2 separate regions of the Sus scrofa genome follow, and region 1 is linked to region 2. A link is a contact called in public Hi-C data. All regions are on one chromosome and are shown on one strand. The core of a region is the stretch at or near the end of the contact, and the rest is flanking DNA. Distances in the headings are between cores, read along the strand shown.

Region 1 (2,700 bases), core at 95-2,594, 210 kb after region 2:
TTGCAGAGGGAACCCTTCCAAGGAAACCTGACCCGCTGGCCGTCGGCACGCCGCTCCGCGGCCGTGTTTATCCGAATGGAACGCCACAAGTTGTATTCCGCATCCCTCCTCCCAGCTTTGACAGGGACCCTGTGCGCTGTCCTCAAGCCCTGCGAACCGGACCAGGGAGAGAGCCCTCCCGCGACCCTCGTCGCAGCCCACCTGCCCCACCCCGCCAGGTTTCAGGCCCAACCCGGCCTTCGCAGCCCCCGGCGTCGACCGTTACCAATCCCAGCACACCCACAAGGCTGACCACCGCCCCCCAGACCCAGAGTCGTGCCGAGAGCGCCGCGCTGGGAGCAGGCATTCCCTTCCGCCCGCCACCAGCCACCAAAGAGCGCGGAGCGGCCTCCCCGCCGCGTCCAGGTGAAGGGCTAAGCCCTTGGGCGCTGCAGCCGGCCGCCTACCTTCATCGTGGGCGCCGCGCCCGAGCGGACGCCGAGGCCCTGAAGACCCCGGAGCTGACCCCAAAAAGGAACGGTGAGAGCCTGGGGACCAGGCGCGAAGGGGGGGGGGGCTGGGGACCGGAGCGGGGGGAGGCTTGGGGACCGGAGCGGGGGGGAGGGGGGGGAGCCTGAGGACCGGGGTTGGGGGGGAACCTGGGGACCCGGGGGTTGGGGGGACCCCCAGGGCCGGGGAGGGCGAAGCCCCACACCCGGCCCGCCCGCGTCGCCCGGGGGAGGAGCGGGGCTGCGGGTTTTGCGCGGATGGAGACGGATAGGACGGCTGTCTGGTCCGCTTGGAGAACGACTAAAACGCTAGTTGCCAAGAGCCCGGGGTGCCGGGTGGCTAGGGAGACGGGAAGGCGGGAACGGTCAGGGCCGAATGCCGCGGGCCGCGAGCTTCGAGCGTTAAATCCCTTCGGCGTTCGGGCCACGAGCCTCGAGCGTTAAATCCCCGCGGCGTCCGGCCCGCGCGGTGTTGATGGGCGCGGAGGGCGCGCGAAGGGAGTGGGGATGCGGCGGCGGCGGCGGCGGCGGCGGCGGGCGCGGGGCCCCGCTCGGTCCTCACCTTCTTGGTGCCGGGGCCGCCCGCGATCCGAGACACTCCGGTCAGGGAAGAGGAGCGCCCCGGCTGCCCCCCTAGAGTCTCCTGCTGGGGGGACATCGCTTCCATGAAGAGGACTTTCCAGCCAATCCCAGCCCAGGAGGAGGCTACGCGGTCATGTCCGCGGGACGGAGGCCGGACGGGAGAGGACGCGCGGGGCCGAGGTGGCTCCAGGTGCGGGCAGCGCGCCTCCCGTCGGGGCCATGTACCGCCGCCCGCGCTCAGCACTACGGCTGCGGGCGATTGCAGCGGAGACCGCCCGGCAGCGCCGCGGCTGCCCCGCCTCGGGCCCGCCCCTCGGCGCCGGGCTCCCTGCTCCGGGCCCGCCCCCGGCCGCCCTCCTCCGGCCCCAACCCTCCCTGCGCCCGCCCGGCCTGTGGCGCCCCCGGCCGCGCGCCTGCCTTGATATGTGTTAGGGCGCCGGCGACCGACTGACCTTCTCCGTCCACGCCTCCAAGTGGGGCCAGCCCGCAGGAGCTCACCGGCCGGTGTTACGAACCTGGTCCTCTAGCGCGGTGATGCGCGCCTCTCCCGCCGCCAGCCCCCTTGCACCCGACCCCATCCCTTTCCGCGGCAGCGCGTGCGGCGGCGCAGCTGTGGCGACCTCAGCCTGAACAGGGGAGTGGCAGCGATGCCTGCCTCGCTTTCGGCGGACCACAGAGGGGTCCCCCGCCTGGCCCCTCCCCCGCCCAGGAGGCCCGGGGACCGAGTGGCACGTCGCAGAGGGCCGTGGCCGCGCACGGTGCAGCCCCGCCGGTTCGCCCGCCCGCGGCCCGTGGTGTCGCAGCGCCCCGCACGCTTTGCACCGGCGGTTTCCGCGGGCTGCTGGCTGCGGAGACGGGCATTCCAAACGTGCAAGCTCAATTCGGGAAAATGCAGGCGGAGCGAGGACTCTGAAATTTGGCTTAGCTCTCGAGAAGGCTACAATATGTGGAAGTGTTTATCAGATATCTGCGCTGAGAGCATAACTTCCTGTCAGCCTAAATAGTGGCAAATTTTTTAAAGGCCAAAGAATAATCAGAGGGAGGGGATTTGGAGCCGACCCGGGCTGAGTGGAGGGTTGCTGCACTTGGCAGGACTAGCTGACTGGTGCGGAGGCTTCGGTAGGTGGCATTCTTCGCTTGAAATCCCGACTGCATAAAGGGCGGATTAGCGATGAAAGACACCATTCTATGATACTAGCTTGTGGAAGGGGTTGTTTGTTTTTTGTGGTAAGAAGAAGCAGAACGAGGTTCCTGCCGGGTTGGGCCTTTATCAGGTCAGTTTGTAGAAGAATAGGGTCCTGGCCAGCTCTGTTCCAAGCAGAAGTTGCTATCCAAACACACCCACACTCCAGCACCACCACCAAACCCCGGAATTGTTTATGGTGGAAGTAATGGGGACAAAAGGTTCCAGACCATTTTAAGCCTTGTCTATATCACATTGTTTAAAGTAGGCTTACACAGGCTTTGTAAATCATTTGCACACACACGTATATATATATGTGTATATATATATAAATCATGCACATGTATGTGTGTATACATATACACACGTGTATGTTTTATGCAGATATATACATATATATGTATATATATGCATGATGTATACACACACCACACACCAAAACACAGA
Region 2 (2,700 bases), core at 201-2,700:
TACACTAGGAAGGCTGAGAGGAGAGGGATTTTTTTCTTTTTTAATTCCAGTTCTCTTCCTACAAATAATTCTTCTGACTTTGGAGACTGGACCTTATAAAATAAATTAACTGTCCTTTTACAACCTCCTTTCCCAGATACTTGCTGGGTTTGTTGAGACCAGCTCAACTTGAATGTCGATCTTTATCATAAGATCCAAGCAATTTAGGAGCAGAAAGAGAGAACCTGCAGGTTCTCTCTGCCCTCAGGTTCAATACCTACCATACATTGTCCCCAGAGATTTTTATCAGGCCTATACTGCATATACTCTTGTTCTGAATATTCTTCAAAGTATGTTTGATTATGCTGAGTAAATTTGCAATGTCCTTTTGACTTTAGCCTTTAAAGGGCAGCCTTAGGCAGGACGTCCCAGGAAGAGTTATGGGACTTTGTGACGCACCATCCCATCTTGCGCGTTAGTTTGTCTAACCTTCAGGATGGCCCTGAAGGATGGAACATCTTATCCACGTAAACGTTATGGAGATTCTGATCCTCTAAGAGAATACTTTATCCAAGGTCTCAGAGCTCAAAAGTGGTAGACCTTGAATTTGAACATCACTGTTTCTGACCTCAAAGCTCACGCTTTTTCTTCTGCAACATATTAACAGTGATAAAGTGTAATTTTAAATTCATCTTCCTGGCTTTGTAAGTCTTTTTTTTTTTTTTTTTAAATCTAAGCTTATCAAAGTTTCCTTTTCAGGCTCACGGATTTCAGGTCCTCAAGGAGCATTTGTTTGCTCTTCAAAGCCTAGGATCATTACCTGCCTTCTCTGGTATCCCGGTTTTTTCATTACTGTGATCATTCGTAACTATATAGTCATGGTTATTCCTCTATGTATCACCTATTGGCGTTTTGAAAATTTCTTAAATTGGCTACTGTCCTTGTTTAAAAATGGCTAGAATTACTTTTATCCTAGTTTTTGAACTCCAAGATGAAAATCTCCCACTTTTTGTTTTTTTTAAATGGGCAAGAGGAGAGAAGTGCAGAACAAAAGAAACTGGTTTAATTAACTGGGGATTGTTTTACTGTGTTTTTCCGTCAGACTTCAGCTATCTTAAAACGCACGGCTTCTGTTTGCAACTCCAGACGGAACAGAGCAGCGAGGTTAGGACAGAATCTGGTCAGTAGATGAACCGACCAGGCCGGCAGCCCCGCCCCCTAACAGCCCCGCCCGGGAGGCTGGAGGCGGAGGCGGGGCCTCACTCGGGACGCCCGGGGCTTATAGGTCACCCGGAAGGCGCGCTGGGCCTTCGGCTACGCACTGAGCAGGCCTCACCTGGGCCCTAGCCCCAAGCGCCCCTCGCCGCGGCTCCAGGCGTCAGACCCGCGCACCGTCCCCCCACCCCGCACTCGCCGAGCCTCCCCTTCTCGGCCGCTGCGGTGCGGCCTTCGTCGACACCCGTAGTTACCAACTGGCTATGGCCGTCCGGCTCCTGCGCGTCGCCTCCGCAGCCCTGGGCGACACGGCAGTTCGGTGGCAGCCCCTCGTCGGACCCCGCGCGGGAAACCGGGGGCCGGGCGGGAGCATCTGGCTGGGTCTGGGTGGCCGTGCGGCCGCAGCGCGGACGCTGAGCTTGTCGGCGCGCGCGTGGAGCAGGTGAGGGCGGGGGCGCGGGGGGCCCTGGTGTGGGGCAGGTGGGGGCGGGGGGCTTCGGAGCGTGGCCGCCCTCCCTCCGCCCGGTTTCTCGTTCAGTCAGCTACTCCCGGGCAGTGGGCGTGGGCGGCACACGCCTGGCACCACCCGCCTTTCGCCCCGCCTTCTCCGTGGCCCCCTCTGGTAGCTCCGCGTGGTCGCTGCCTCCCTGGCGTCCCTTTGCCCAGTGGCCTTTCGGATCCGCCCAAGCCTGGCGGGGAACCGGGCCCGGTGCCCTCAGCAAAGCCGAGCGCTGATTCTCCGTGTGGTCGGGCGGCGGTCTCACCTTTGCTCTGCCCTGAACTCGCGGTGATCTTCGTGAGATGCGCCCGGTTCAGGTCCTGGCCAGCAGTTTCTTTCCAGGCTTTCCTCCTGCTCGGTTAGGACGTTCTGTCCCCAAGTCTGTTCGTTTAGGAAACACCTGCTCTATCCCCGAGTTTCAGTGCCTGCTCCCTTCTGGTTGAGCCATGCGTTGCCTGGCGAGGCAGTTTTAAATTGGGCTATGACACTTAGGTCTGTAAGTGGAAGCTAACAATCGAGAAAGCCTCACAGGATTATTTGAAGAGCAAATGCAAGCATATAGGTAATGCAGGGAGTTTTCTGTCTGGCCCGTAGCAAGGGCCCGGGTAGATCCAGCTGTTAGCATCAACTGTTTCCTAGGCCCACAGCATTGAGTATTTTGTATTAAATGTTGAAAGAGATGTGAAAAAATCTGCCCGGAATATGTTAAATTTTTATATTCTTGGGCATATTTGTTTTTCAGAGACACAGCCACCCGTAGATATAATAGAGATAAAATGTACCCAATATTTCCGAGTATAGCAGTGTGGCGGCTCCTTACCTCTCTGACCTGCTGTGGTATATAGCAGGGAGCAAGAACCACAGGGAGAAAGTGTTGGGTTTATATTCCTCTCTAGTTTCTCAATGAGGTTCCTGAGACGAGAGTGATATTTATTCATCTTTTCCCTTTTATCCCATAATGTAGTGGGTGCTCAATAAATTTTTGTTACATGAACTGTAAAGGAGAT

What was found. A called contact is a pair of places that touch in the nucleus more often than the background predicts.
Region 1: a Hi-C map of subcutaneous adipose tissue shows a contact between it and region 2, with 1.7 times the contacts expected there. The contact joins the promoter of ARHGAP20 here to the promoter of FDX1 in region 2. A contact is called at or near these places in 2 of 5 promoter capture datasets (fetal skeletal muscle and liver), 8 of 47 Hi-C or Micro-C datasets (alveolar macrophages, embryonic fibroblasts, fetal heart ventricle and 4 more) and 1 of 2 datasets of contacts at active chromatin or transcription factors (skeletal muscle).

The regions. Positions count from the first base shown.
Region 1 is chr9:38,580,877-38,583,576 of Sscrofa11.1, forward strand. It overlaps ARHGAP20 (rho GTPase-activating protein 20), which reads right to left and starts at 1,345. Exons shown (of 16, transcript XM_021062754.1): 1 at 1,051-1,345. The coding sequence starts at 1,155.
Region 2 is chr9:38,374,697-38,377,396 of Sscrofa11.1, forward strand. FDX1 (ferredoxin 1) reads left to right here and starts at 1,451. Exons shown (of 4, transcript NM_214065.1): 1 at 1,451-1,636. The coding sequence starts at 1,458. It overlaps LOC110262223 (a long non-coding RNA gene), which reads right to left and starts at 2,692. Exons shown (of 7, transcript XR_002347018.1): 1 at 1,959-2,692.